2 separate regions of the Cricetulus griseus genome follow, and region 2 is linked to region 1. Evidence: chromatin contacts called from public Hi-C data. All regions are on one chromosome and are shown on one strand. The core of a region is the stretch at or near the end of the contact, and the rest is flanking DNA. Distances in the headings are between cores, read along the strand shown.

Region 1 (6,809 bases), core at 1,913-4,412:
ATATGTGTGAGAAGATGATGTATGACAAAAGCTGCATCCTATGGAATTAGAATGTCAGGGAAGCAGGACCAGTAGATTACTGGCTGTCCGGACAGTCTCAACATCTCCATATGCCTTTGTAGGGGAGTTCAATATGACTGATTAGAATACAGGCCATCATGATCCGGTGAGAAAAATGTCAAAGTCATGGTCTAGAGAAGAGAAGAATGTTCATACCCACCAGAGAAAGACTTCATAGGTGTCATTCTGAGAATTATCTACAATAGCCATATTTTCTAGTCTTGAGTGAGTTGATTTATTCAGTATACAGAAGCCAAAGTTACAGAATGAATAAGAAGAATGAATAATCTGTAGATGGACAGATTAATAAATCACAAAATTGGGTACTCAAAACGTCCAGCGGAAATAGACCAGGGAAATACCTGTAAGGTGGATATCTGCAGTTCCCTATCGAGAGTCCCAGGCACAGTGTCCCTTCAAGTGAGGCTTCTAAGTGTAAAGCAAACAGCATTTAGAGACAACTCCATCACATAAGGCTCCTACAACATCAAGCGGTACCTGACGATGGAGTTTGAAGCAGACAGCTCGAGTTCCCAGCTGAGCCTTCTCCCCATGACTGAGACTCTCACGGTTGAACTTTTGATTTCTTTTTCCCACTGTAGACTGTAGTTGGAGTTTTCTGTCCAGACTGCTGATCACCTCTGTCCCGCCAGCTGCTCCCCAAATAACCACACAGAAACTTTAGTATTAATTACAAATGCTCGGTCGATAACTTAGGCTTGCTTTTAGCTGGGTCTTATAACTTAAAGTAGCCCACTTCTATTAATCTGTGTGCTGCCCTGAAGCTCATATACCTCATTTATGTACTTCCCACCCTGCTCGATGATGTCACACCCTTTTTCCATCCAACATTTTCTCTGCCTTGAAAATCCTGCCTAGCCATTGACTAATCAACGGGAGCAACACATATTCACAGCGTACAGAAGGATTGTTTCACAGCAGTAGACCTTTTCATAACACGGGAAAAGCAATAGTAGCCTCTGTTTGGAAATGGCTCTCCTTCTTAGCTGTTGTCATGGCATGGCACAAGGCTTTCACTTTTGGTTTTCTTTGTTGTTTTTCTTTCCTCCTTGTCGTAGAGTTGGGGGGCAGCCATGCTAAGAGAGATGTTCTTGTAGGACAAGTGAGGGTAAGCATGTTTGGAGGGGGCTTCTGGGTGAGCTAATACCACACAGCACAAGGCAGTTTATCAAAGCAATGCACATTAGAGGTGTGAAAAGAAGGCAGACTACAGTTCCCTTGCCTCAGAATGGAAGGAGAGTGATTGAAGCATTGGAACTCGGGTGTCTCCCAGAGCCCTCATCCCTCATCCTTCTTGCAGGGTCTCTCCCTAAGTGTCTTCCCTCCTTTCTCTGCACCCTCAATACCTGCACCATGAACTCAGGCATCGGAAAATGCCACCGACGACATCCATCTCTTGATCCCCCCCTGCCCTGCCCCCCTGTAGCCTGCTGGACCACATTTATCTCAGCTGAGCCCTGGTTTTTGCTCTGCCGTCTCTTCCTCTTGAAGCTATCACTTCAACGCTGACATTGCCACCTCACACAGGCCATCTTCTCACATATTTTGGAGGTAACTGAATGTCCTCAACCCACAAGAGTTTACACAATGAACAGATGCAATAATGAGAATGATATTACTATTTGGTAGCCACCCCTCTCTCTGAGCCCCTGAGCTGTCTGCTTGTGTTTAAGGAGTACATACATTTTGGGTTTGCTGGTGTTTTGCCACCCATTTTTCTCCATCTTTCCACTTGAACTCAAAAGTCAGCAGTATTATTCCTTTCCACAAATTACAGGGCTCAGGGGCTCTAGGCCTTAGGGGTGGTGATTCCTTGCTTCTGTCTGATCAGGTTGGCCAGTGCAGCCCGCTCTTTCTACAGACTGGTAAGTTTTACCAAGTGTGCACGCAGTCGTGCAGAAAGGCACGGCTCTGAACAACCGTGAATACAATAAAAAATGAAAGTGAACAACTGGATAAATACTGGAATAAGCAGCGGAGTGTGAGAGCATGGCCAGGGTTTGAGCGGAGGGAGCGGCTGACACCACCAGCCGTTGAAACTGGGTCCATGTTTCCCGGCAGCTACAGCATAGATGGACAGACATAGGCTGCCGGACACTGTACAATATTTCGGATGTGAAGCCCAGCACAATGTGTTTGCTCCTTGGTGAATGCAGCCGATCACAGCCAGAGGACAAGAAGCACAGGTCTTTAATCCTAGCACGTGGGAGGCAGAGGCAGGGGGATATCCCAGTTCCAGGCCAACCTGGTCTATAGAGTGAGTTCTAAGACAGCCAGGGCCACACAGAGAAACTGTCTTGAAAAACAAAAACAAAACAAAACAAAAGAGTGCAGATTACTCAGGCAAGCATTAAGGGTACAGGGGTAACTCTCAAAGCAGTGTGTGCGGAGTGCAAGCAGCAAAGGGATTTGATCTGGGGACTCTTGCATATTAGTGGCTTATAATGAGCAGACTACACTCCAGGTCACATGCCTTGTGGTTTTCAAGGAAGGGCCTCGTCTGACACAAACAACTTGGAGGGAAGTTAGTGATCACTGAGAGGGGCCACAGCCTCCTCCTCTCAAACCTGCTCCTGAAAGACCTGCCCAGAGCCAGGCAGACTTTCTTGACACACCCCTTTCGGCAAGTTCAAACACCAGGCTCTCGCGCCCCCACTGGAAAGCAGCCCAGGAGCTTGGCTAAGACGAGCCTCCAAGGTTTCTGGGGTGGGTGGGTGGGTATAAGATCCTTATCTGACCTGTTTGGGGGGGCGGTTTACCCTGAGCAATGCAACAACCCTTGTGGGTGTGGAGCCGTCAGCCTTTCTTTTCTTCCCTCAGTAGGTGAGGATGAGGTGGTCCCCGGTAGCTTATCACCGTGTCACTTAAGGCACAGGTAGGAAGACGGGGTTGGAGGTCAGGCTGTGGGCTTCAAGCTCCAGAACGCAGCACAGTAGGGGCCCGAGGCCACACGGGGAGGAGCTCACCAGGGGAGGGAGGGCGTGGCCTGGAACGGGGCGTGGCCCGGCGCTTGGCAGGGCTTCGGCCACGGGGCGGGCCCGGGGGCGGGGCCGGGGCGGGGCGGGCCTTAGCGCCGGGAGGCGCTGGCGGCGGTGGCGGAGTGGAGCGGAGCGCAGGGGAGGGGACGGGCGGCTGGCCGCGCGGAGGGAGTGAGTCACCTGACCGCCGCTTGCCGCCTGCAGTCGGGCCGCGCCGCGCCTCGGCTCCGGTGAGTGGCTCGGGCGGCGGGGGCTGTCGTCCTTCCGTCCTTCCCGGGGGTCAGCCGGGCTCCAGGCGGGCGGCCGCGCGGGCCTGGAGGGGGCGGCGGGCCGCGCGCCGTTTACGCGCCGCGCGGACTCTCCGGGTCGGCCGAGCCGGCGCCGCCCTGCACCGAGCTCCGCGGGCCGCGTCCCGCTCTGCCTGCGTGCGGGGGCCAAGGCCGAGCCGGCCCGGACGCCAGGACCACCCCGGGCCGCGGCCCGGGCTTCCCTTTGTTGCAGCTGTACGCACGATTGTCCTTTAGATCCGCACTGCACGGGCAGAGTGGGACTGGGTGACAACGACACCAGCTTTGTGTTCGCGTCTGGTAGCGCCAGGGCCAACGCGCTCTCGTTGTTCCCCGGCACTTTGGTGTCATTTAGTGTGGGATTGCGTCGATGGCTTTTATGTAGTGAGCTCTCTACGTTCAGCATGGGCTGAGTCAAGGCAGGCGTTGTAGTAATTCTGAAAGAACGTGTGTGGGAAAATCCAGCTCCAGAGACAGGCTTGGAAGAACAAAGGCTGTTTTAGCAGGATGCTGCTCTTTTCGGAGAACTGTATGGAGTTGTGACCGCTCGCTATGGAGGATGCCCCTGCTGGGTCTTTGTTTAGGTATTTGAGCACTCCTTTCAGCCTTGCGTGGAAGGCAGTTCAGACAGAATGAAGGGTGGACACCCTAGATTTGTTAGTGGCGGAGCTTTTGAGCGCTACACACGTTCAGAGAAATGGGAAGAGGTATGGGTTGGCCTATTCTTCCTGCTCCTGCTGCGGTAGTGGTGCAAGCTCCGGGCTGGGCTTGAAGGCGCTTGCCACTTCTGGCTTTGGACATCATAAGGTAGTGTAAGGGGGCGGGGGGGGGGGCGCTCCCGGTGATTCATCCTGGAGTTGGGTGGCTTTGGAGGAGTGATCGCCTCTTGTATTGTTGTTTAACCGACGGATCTGTCAAGTGGCTTCCCTTTGTTTGCTACGTTGGTTGGATAACAAGGTAGGGTGACTCTTTAAAAGAGTTTGTGTTGCTGAGTCATTCACCCCAGTCTGAGAGGTAATTAGGAACAGCTGGTGCAGATACGCACATCACATGCCTCCACTATAAAAGGTTGAGCTGCACTCATGAGGGGTTGCTTCAGGAGGCCGGAGGGGGGGCCAGCTGCGGGGTGTGTGTTTTGATACAGGTAATCAGTGGGTGACGTGGGAGATCACGCTTAGGACGTGGCCAAGTATAACACCGAGGTGGTGTTTAAACAGCAGCCTCGTGGCCCACTGCGGGAGAACCAATTTGTGCCGGAGAAATTTCAGATAGAAGTAAGGCATTCAACAGTACTGGAAGGAAACATTTCCTTCTCTTGATGTCCTTAATTAATTGTTTCGTTTTTAGTGTTGATGTTGAGTGGGGAATACACGCTTCAGTCATTCTTTGTAAAAGTTTGTTTTTGATGAGGCCACAAAGGGGATTTCCTCTCAGGGCTTTTAGGGTTTCCTGCATAACTAGTTTCTAGGGTCAGAGAGGTGGTAGCTGACAGAGTCAGCAGGTTTTCCTGGGTCAAGACTAGAAGGAGAGCTCTGTGGGAAGACAGTGTGTGTCTGCCTCACTCTCTTGATTTTATGGATCTCGTGTGATTGCTTTTTTGCTTGAAATAATGAGCACATACACATAGCAGTCACTCACTCAGTGCAAAGTTTAGAAATGGAAATGTGTATGAGGGGGCAGAGAGCTGGCTTCTTCCCTTTGGCCAAAAGAGTGAAGTTTTTTTTCCCTGTAAGTTTTCTTTACATTTATTTATTTATTCATTTATCAGAGGGCAGTTTGTAGTTGTGTGTCTCTCCTTCCATCCCTCGGGTTCTGAGACTCATACTCAGGTCATCTAGCTTGGTGGCAAGTGCCTTTACCCACTCAACCATTGCATGGGCCCCAAGAAAGATGACAAGTTCAGTTCCTCTAAAACAATTGTAGTAGGGAAGTGGTTACTTTGTTGCTTTAGGTTTAGGGATTATCTATCAGTCATGTATCTCTCACATATTAGGACTTTTCAGGTGGTGTGCAAGATGATTTATCTGAGATGAAAATACCCACACTTTGCTTTTAAAAATAACTTAAAAAATGAAACCCCCCAAAATTAAAGAAACAGAGTGACATCATTACTTTTGTATTAAGTAAGATAGTTCTACACACTTTGTCCTGTTTTCTTTTGAGGACTACAAAATCCGCTTACTGCTGTCAATACATTACTCCGAAACAGGTTCTTTTGTTTGTTTTTCATTTCCAATCCCTGCTGGAGAGCTGTAATTATTTCAAAATACTCATAGTATTTAATTTTCATTACACAGGTAGTTTTATATGTTGTAAAGAATAGAAGGTGGAAATTTCTTGCTACATTGTTGAAGTTAGTGATAAAAGTAAGAAATAATACAGCTAGCTATGATAACATTTTTATTGAATTTGGAGGTAAGACTAGTGGGTGTGTGGTTGAATGTGTGTGATCTGTAGAGTAGTGGGTCATACAGCAGGAATACTTGCTTGATAATTTACACATGTAGTATTTCTAACAAAGTCTTTGTTTTGTTTGTTTTTGTTTTTTGTTTTTGTTTTTTGTTTTTGTTTTTTTTTTGGAGACAAGGTTTCTCTGTGGCTTTGGAAGCTGTCCTGAAACTCGCTCTTGTAGACCAGGCTGGGTCTTGAAGTCACAGAGATCCTCCTGCCTCTGCCTCCCGAGTGCTGGGACTAACACCCACCACCAACTAACACGTGCACCACCAACACCCGGCGTTATAACAAAGTCTTTTAAAAATGACAATGTTCTCTTACCCTTTGAGAGCCTGTGGGTTCCCCCCTTTTTTTATGTTTTTGTGAGGATTATTAAAACTGTGCACTTAGATAATCCCTTGACAAGTGGTAAAATGTCCATCTCTTAAGTGGTAATTTTTTTTTACTTTTTTGTTTTAATTTATTCTTTCTGTTTATGTGGGGGCATACAAGTACCATGGTGTGTGTGTGTGTGTGTGTGTGTGTGTGTGTGTAGATCTCAGGACAACCTGTGGGAATAGATAAGGTTCTCTCCCTCCATTATGTGGGTGGGGGCATCAAACCCTGGCCCTTAGGCTTGGCAGTGGGTGCCTGTAACCCACTGAACCGTCTCCCTGGTCCAGGAGGCGTGGCTACTGTTTACCATTCAGACGAAGCTCAAGGTCTGGTGCCTTTGTACCTCTGTACCGTGGAGGTGACTCACAATAACGGTTACAAAACTTATTGAAATGACTCGATGTCATGGACTCTTCACAGCGAGGCTTGCTCTGTCCACAGATGAGGTTTCAAAGTCACTTCCCAATTTAGTTTTCTAACTTTCTGTTAGTGGGACACTTGCTTGAACCCTGAACCCCGTATCTCTTGAAGAGTCAGCAAAAGGAAGGGATTGTTTTAGGTCGTGGGACAGATGATTTAAGAGATTCTTTTGATTTTAGAAAAACAATGCCAAGTGTGAGAGACTCAACTGATG
Region 2 (6,809 bases), core at 1,386-3,885, 96 kb before region 1:
TAGGGGTCTGGTCTTCTCGGAGCTGAGCAGCTTCACAGATGACAGCTGTTCTGGGCTTGTGCCTCGGGACCATGGGCGTAGACAAAAAGGGAAATTGAAACAGACAACAGGAGTGTTTCCCCTGATCTTTTCTGAAGCAGTTAACAATTTCCAAGGAGGATCACAAATCAATGGGAAACTTACTTTTCATCTACACATAGCAAGTAGCCGACGTGTAGCCAGCGGGTCTCAGGGCTCTGGGACGAGATGCCCACGAATGTCACAGGAAAGCCCATGTCAGCACGATCATCTCTCTATGTTCCCTCAAATAGAAGTTGCTCGACTTTGTGCCATGTTCATTATCGGTGCTGCTCTCTGTTGCAATGGACTGATTGCTTCTCTTTGTCTGTGCAGCCTCTGCCGCCGTGTCACGACTCCGTAGAATCCATGCAGGTGTTTAAACAGCACTGCCAAATAGCAGAGGAGTACCATGAGGTCAAAAAAGAGATCGCCTTGCTTGAGGAAAGGAAGTAAGTACTTGGCCACCCAGTTGCTTCTACCAAGCAGAGACTGCGGTGGGCCGGTGGGAAGGGAAGGGATTTTAAGAACTAGCAACAGCCCTTGGGTAGATCAAGTCCTTCTACCTTCGGCCTAGGAAAGAGAGCTGTGGGCAGGCTTCTACTCAGAACTTAATTGTTTTTTAAATGAGATATTTTAGTTAAAGAAATTAAAAATTACCAAATACCGTCCAGAGCCATTCCATATTCTCTATGGTTCTACCCAGAGCCTCAGGGCACTTTGGATTGGGGTGAATTTTAATTGATGTTTAAAGAGGAGAGGTCCCACATTAAATGAAAACCCTTTTTAGAGTTATGTAAATGCATTAGTTGCCTAATTACATTTTATAGTCCTAGCAAGTTTTTTTTTTTTTTAATCATGATAGCATTTATTATCATTACAGGTCTGCTATGGAAAGTTATACAGTTCAATTAATTAAAGCACTTTAATTTTACTGACTGTTCCACAAAACCCATTTTATTTGCACTCAGTTCTGCCAGCATCTATCTTTAGTGACTCTTACTTTTTTATTCCTGAAAAGCATCAAAGTAAGCGCTGTGTCTTCATCCACTGGCCAGTTTGTTATAACACACTTACCAGGGAGACCTGTTGGTAGTATTTACACATCTGACTAAGAAGTGATCACATTAAAACATAGCTACAGAGGCATTGCTCACTGTTGAGTTCCTGAAGAAGCCTAGTCCATTATGTGCACCTAAGTGTTACACACATTATTGCCTGGGCATGAAATAGAACTCACAAGCAGGGCAGTTTTTTTAACATTGTATTTCTTCTTCCCCTTCATCTTACTGCAGTGTCGCAATGTATTTATTGCTTAATTTCTACCTGAATGAAGGTGAAATGTGTTTTGTTTAAGAAAATTCTGGGACTCATGAAGACTGCAATATAGAGGTTGGATATCTATAAGTGGATTTGGTAAGCAGACTACTGCATTTACCAAATGAACTCAGCCTTTTCTAAATTTCCTGCTTTGCTTCACTTCAGACACAAAAATTGACTTGGACTTTTGGCTATATGGGATTAAAAACTGTCAAGAAATCAGAAAACACAAGTTTTCAAATCCAAGGCTTTCTTTTGGGTTGTAGAGTCTCCATAAGCTGTCCAGATTTTTTAGGATGCATTTGTCAGCACAGTGTGACTTCTGAGAGTGTCCAGTGTTGTAGCCACATACCTCAATATGCCTAGGAACCTCTGTAGAACTTCCTACCTTGACCCTGCCTCAATTGCATAGTCCTATTCTTTCCCAGGATGGAGCTGGGTCCTGTCTGTGTCTGCTCCACTGGCAGCAATTCCTGTAGGAAGGCCCAGCCCATGCCCTTGCCTGTGGTGATCAGATCTTTTCCTCGGCTATGGAAGAGCTGCTGAATGACCCTTTGAACTTTCAGTAAGCTAATGCTGTCAGTAATCATGTTTAAGTTTATCCCTGTCTTTACGATGCTCTGTCTCTCCTGTGGGAACCCACCCCCCCCCTGCACTTGCTTTCTTTAGCATCTCTTTGTCTCCTTATCATCCACTGTGGAGCTGATCATAGATGTCAAATACGAATGAGGTTGATTTAAGGTAGCCCATTATAGGTTGCAGTAATGTCCTCTGCATAAACATATTCTCTTTGTATTGCTATGGTCCTGTATTTAAAATATGGCATTGATACCAGTAAGGGTTACTAAGATAACTGTTAAATCACAAGTGTGGTTAGAGTCGTTACTGTATAGAGTGCGTTCTCTAAGGGCTATTAGCTGTACTGTTTTTTCATTATGCTATAGTGTGCCAGTGGTTCATTTTGTAACAGATCCTTTTCTGAAGTCTTTGTTTTCAAGCAAGATAAATCAGGCCATATGGATTTGACCCACGAAGTTAGCATTCCATTAAAAAATGATTCTGATGCGAATTTCTCTCCCAACACTTCATAAAGTGTGGCTGACTTTGATGCCTTTGACAACTGGCTCATGCAAGTGAGACACAAAGATTCTAAAGTATTTTAAAAGCGATATTTTCTTTATTGGAATTGTGTGTGCAGTGCACAGCCTGATGTTTGAACTTGAGACTGAATTTCTCTCATATCTCCAGAGGAGGTCTCCCTGGATCAAGTTTGGGAGCACTTACAGCGAGAGGCAGAGTTGATAGAACTCTTACTGTGCAAGTCCATTGGGTGGATAAAGATAGTCAAAGCTTTTCACAGTTTACTCACCATGGGATAAATCCTATTTGTTTAAATTCATTTCTGGCTTATGACCAGTGATGTATAGAGTCAGTTCCTACGTTAGTTGGAGCATCTATATCTTTTTGTATGTAACCATATTCCTTATAATTGCATATATTATAGCATTATATATCTTTCTGATACATCTTCCAAGAATTTTCACTCAGTATACATAGCTTCTTTTGTCCATCATATAGCTTTAGAAATCTAGCACTGATAGACAGAAATGATTTAAAATATCCAATTAAACTACAACCAGCTATAAAGGTTGCTGAGTTCTAGACATGATCCTATCTTGTCTGGTGGAGAAAGCAGTTTTCTGGTCTCTATACGAACCTCCCTGAAAAGATAACAGAAAAAGATCGTTATAAAAGATGGACTTTTCTGTTTGACAGTTTAGGGCTCTGCAGGGTTTCAGTGTTGTGTAGCCGTCATCGTGGTTGTAGATGATCTTCATCAGCTCAGAAGGAAATCTTGTAGTCTTAAGCAGTCCCTCTCATTGTCCCTCTTTCCTAGCCATTTTAGCAAACAAACCTGTTTCCTGTGCCTATCAGCTTGCTGCTGGACATTTTTTCAGTGATTGTAATCGTGTAATGGGTTTTGATGTGACTCTCACAAGAGTAATGTTTCAAGTTCATCCACGTATCACACACCAGTGCTTTGTTCTTTTTATCTGTGGATAATATCCTGTTGTCCACATCTTATATGCCATCTGTTGGCTAATGTACACCTGGGTTGTTTGTACTGTTCAGTATTTTGAATAACGCCGCTATAAACATGTGTGAAGAGTTCTAATCGTTGCACATGTCCTCATGTGCTTGCTCCGTTCTGAGGATACCAACGCTAGGAGATGGCAATGATGTGTCATTGTGGTTTTGATTTACATTTCCCTGGTGGCTATGATGTTGCACAACTTTTATGCACTTCTGGGCCATTTCTGTTTTCTTGGGGAAATATTTGTTTAGATACATTGCCCAATTTTAAGAGGGTTTTCTTTTTAATTATTGCGTAAGAGGATCACACAACTTTAGTGGGTTCAAGTGAAGCATTAGAGGGATTTTTTTTTTTTTTGTATTAGGAACCCACAGACATTTTAAGACCTGCATGCTTATGTCTTATGTAAAATGATTGTGGAGAATAATAGCTTATCTAGGGGAATATTGAAATGTGGGAAGGGGTACTTGGGCTACTTGTAAAACTTTAATGTAAAAATAGTCCTCTTTTTGTTTGTGTTTTGTCATGGTATTTAACTCATTCTGAAACTGCCAACAGAGATTTTTGTGTTTAAATAGAAATATTTGTTGCCTTAGATCATTTTCGAAGAAATATTTTGAAGCCAAGTTCTGGGGAAGTCTCTCAAAGTTTGGGGATGGAGAGGATATCAGTAGGCCACTGTCACAGAGTGAGCAGAGAAAGGCCACTTTTATCTGCACTACTACACTCATCGGGTGAGATTTGGAAAAAGGTTGTGTAATGTGAACACAAGGAGACTGGAACCTTGAGCTGTACTCCAGGCATATGGGTCTTACACATTTACTCAGTTTAGAAATTGTGTTTTCATGGTCATAAAGAAACAATAAGAGTGGTATGTCCCACAGATGTTGGTAATAGTAGGTGGGCACACAGCGTACTCTTTCTCATGATGTCTGATGTGTGCAGCTTCCCTCCTGGGTAAAGTATGGGATTGGAAGTCATTTCCCAGCAGTATGTGGTTCCCAAGACCAACCCACCAATGAGAATAAACACACTGCCTGGTCTGAGCTTGGATGTAATGCTTGTTGGGCAAGAGACTAGAGAACCCTGGAAATTGATTGCTGAAAGCTTTGCTTGAGGAGGCAGAGGAAGGGCCAAGAGGATTTTTGTTTTGTTTTGTTTTTTTTCATTTAAATAGCTAGTATTTTTTGTTGAGGATCAACACTCCAGTCATAATGCCCCAGTCATAACAATTGGGTCTCTAACACCATCTAACCCAGGGCTGTCCAGTCTCTTGACTAGAATTCTCTTACCCTCTGCCTGAGACCTTGTTAAAAGGGACATGCCATGTATATACCCTTAATGAGTATATCATTAAGTCATTTCCTTTACCAAGGAGGCAGCACCAATGCAATCTCCAGAGGAGCAGAACAAGGAAACATCTTCTTTTTTGCCTTATCCCCATCCCAGGATCAGCTCCTAGTGATTGACAGAGCAAGTCCTGCAGCTTTCTTTATTTAATGCAGTGTATCTCACGAGGGGCCTTTCCTCCCCCAACTCCAACCCAGGACCTGGATAATATCCAGAGAAAAATGACTTCACGACCAGGATGTGAGGAAGTTGTTATCCAGAATCTAGTGAGTAAAAGCCAAGGATGATGCTGAGGCCCCTCCAAATGCCATTGTCTAGGATAGACTCTTCAGGCCTAATTGTCAATCAGACTAAAATTGGACAAACCCTTGCTTAGACTCAATCTTGCGCCCCCCCCACCAGCTTCTGCCTCCTCATATCTTAGTACATGTATGCGTTTACTATTCATGAGTGTTCAGCGCCATCGCCAGATTGAATTTTGGAAGCCTCAATTCAACACCATTTGTTATCTTTCCATTGTAAAAAAAAAAAGGAGGGAAGATCCTTCAGTCATCTTGAGGAGTCTGTTTTTCCTCTCCTATATAAATATGGGCCTCTGAACATGCAAGTACCACCAACTCAAGCATTCTTTTTTTTTTTTTAATAAAGTTTACCGTTAGCCCATCAGAGCCAAACCATCTAGAATTTTAACTTTTTCTCAATAAAAATGCTCAGTTAATTTTGCAAGCACTGAGAACCTTGATAGTGATCTTCCCACTCTCGTATTTTTGGTTGTGAGCCTAGTCTTTAACATCTGAGTCATCTCTCCACCCCAATAGTCATCTTCCTAGATCACAAAATATTTGTACCATCAATGAATCAGCTTTTTGGAAACTAAAGAATTTCCTACATTTTGAAATTAATTCCCACACACTTTTCATCTTCTCTGTCCTAACACTTCAACTTCTCTCGCTCTCCTTTTTTTTTTCTTTACAAGTAAAACTTTTCCAGGTCTGTGGCTTAAGATGAGAGCATCTGATGATCTGTGGTAGATCCTATGGGTGACTGCTGAGATTCATCACGTAGAGTGTTATGCTACAGGTTCTTAGCATCAAAGTGAGATTCCTGTAGCTATGGCCCTCCACCCCACATCCTATGACATTGAATGAGTGATAGACATGGTAGCCAGAAAAATCAAAAGCTGGGATCATATTTTGCCTCATTCATTGTAAATATTGAATTCTTCTTGAAATCATCTGTGTATAAAACAGTTTCAGTAGTTTGGTGTGCTGAGGCTTACCCATGACTAGCTAATGGATGAACATAAATGTGTCTAAATAAATAATTCCCAAACAGGAGACAGCAGACATCTTGCCTGTTTTTATTGGATGTCGATATAATTACTTACATGAAGCCAATTTGGAAATCTATCAGCCGAGCCTTCTTGATTGTAGTAAAGAAGAAATTATTATTGACATTTTCTATTGCAGAGTGATGGGAATAGTCTCACCCATTCCCTGCAGTTATAAAGTCAGTGATTCTGTGGTTAGTCATCTCTAAAAACCAAAACAGAAGACAGACAGATGGCATCAGGGGATTAACTGAAGTCAAACAAGGATTCAGGAAAACAGCCATCGTAGATGTGGTATACCCACCCCCAGGCCGTGCAGTGAAAGCCGAACTCTAGAACTAAATGGTAAAGGTGGGCAGGGGACCCCAGCTAGACCAGGGATGACCTAATTCGTGGAGGATTTGCAGCAGTTCTCTTTCTCAGCCACATGTAGGTTTTGGGATTTTTTTTTCTCTCTCATTAATTTCTTTAAGATAGTTACAAGAGAACTTTTACTGATCAATATTTAATTATTAGCATTTTCTGCTTTAACTGTGCTCAGGGACACAGAGCACTGAGCATGTAATCATGACAGGCTTGATGGCTGCCTTTTCTTATTAGCTGTGTGGCTTTTTAATTAGATGGAGTACTTTGAGTTAGGCTTTCTTTCTTTTAAGA

The links. Hi-C and Micro-C count contacts between places; a contact is called where the count stands out from the background.
Region 2: a Hi-C map of the CHK-Q cell line shows a contact between it and region 1, with 3 times the contacts expected there. The contact joins the enhancer-like site here to the promoter of Bach1 in region 1. A contact is called at or near these places in 2 of 8 Hi-C or Micro-C datasets (the CHK-Q cell line and fibroblasts).

The regions. Positions count from the first base shown.
Region 1 is chr4:9,680,501-9,687,309 of CriGri-PICRH-1.0, reverse strand. Bach1 (transcription regulator protein BACH1) reads left to right here and starts at 3,162. Exons shown (of 5, transcript XM_027412340.2): 1 at 3,162-3,289.
Region 2 is chr4:9,775,512-9,782,320 of CriGri-PICRH-1.0, reverse strand. It overlaps Map3k7cl (MAP3K7 C-terminal-like protein), which reads left to right. Exons shown (of 4, transcript XM_035444433.1): 3 at 394-509. Among named protein-coding and RNA genes, the nearest start is that of Map3k7cl, 28 kb to the left of the region's middle. Within about 2 kb of position 2,635, at least 5 of the 6 cell types and tissues checked have open chromatin away from gene starts, as enhancers often do. A contact at or near this core is called in fibroblasts, where this site is marked.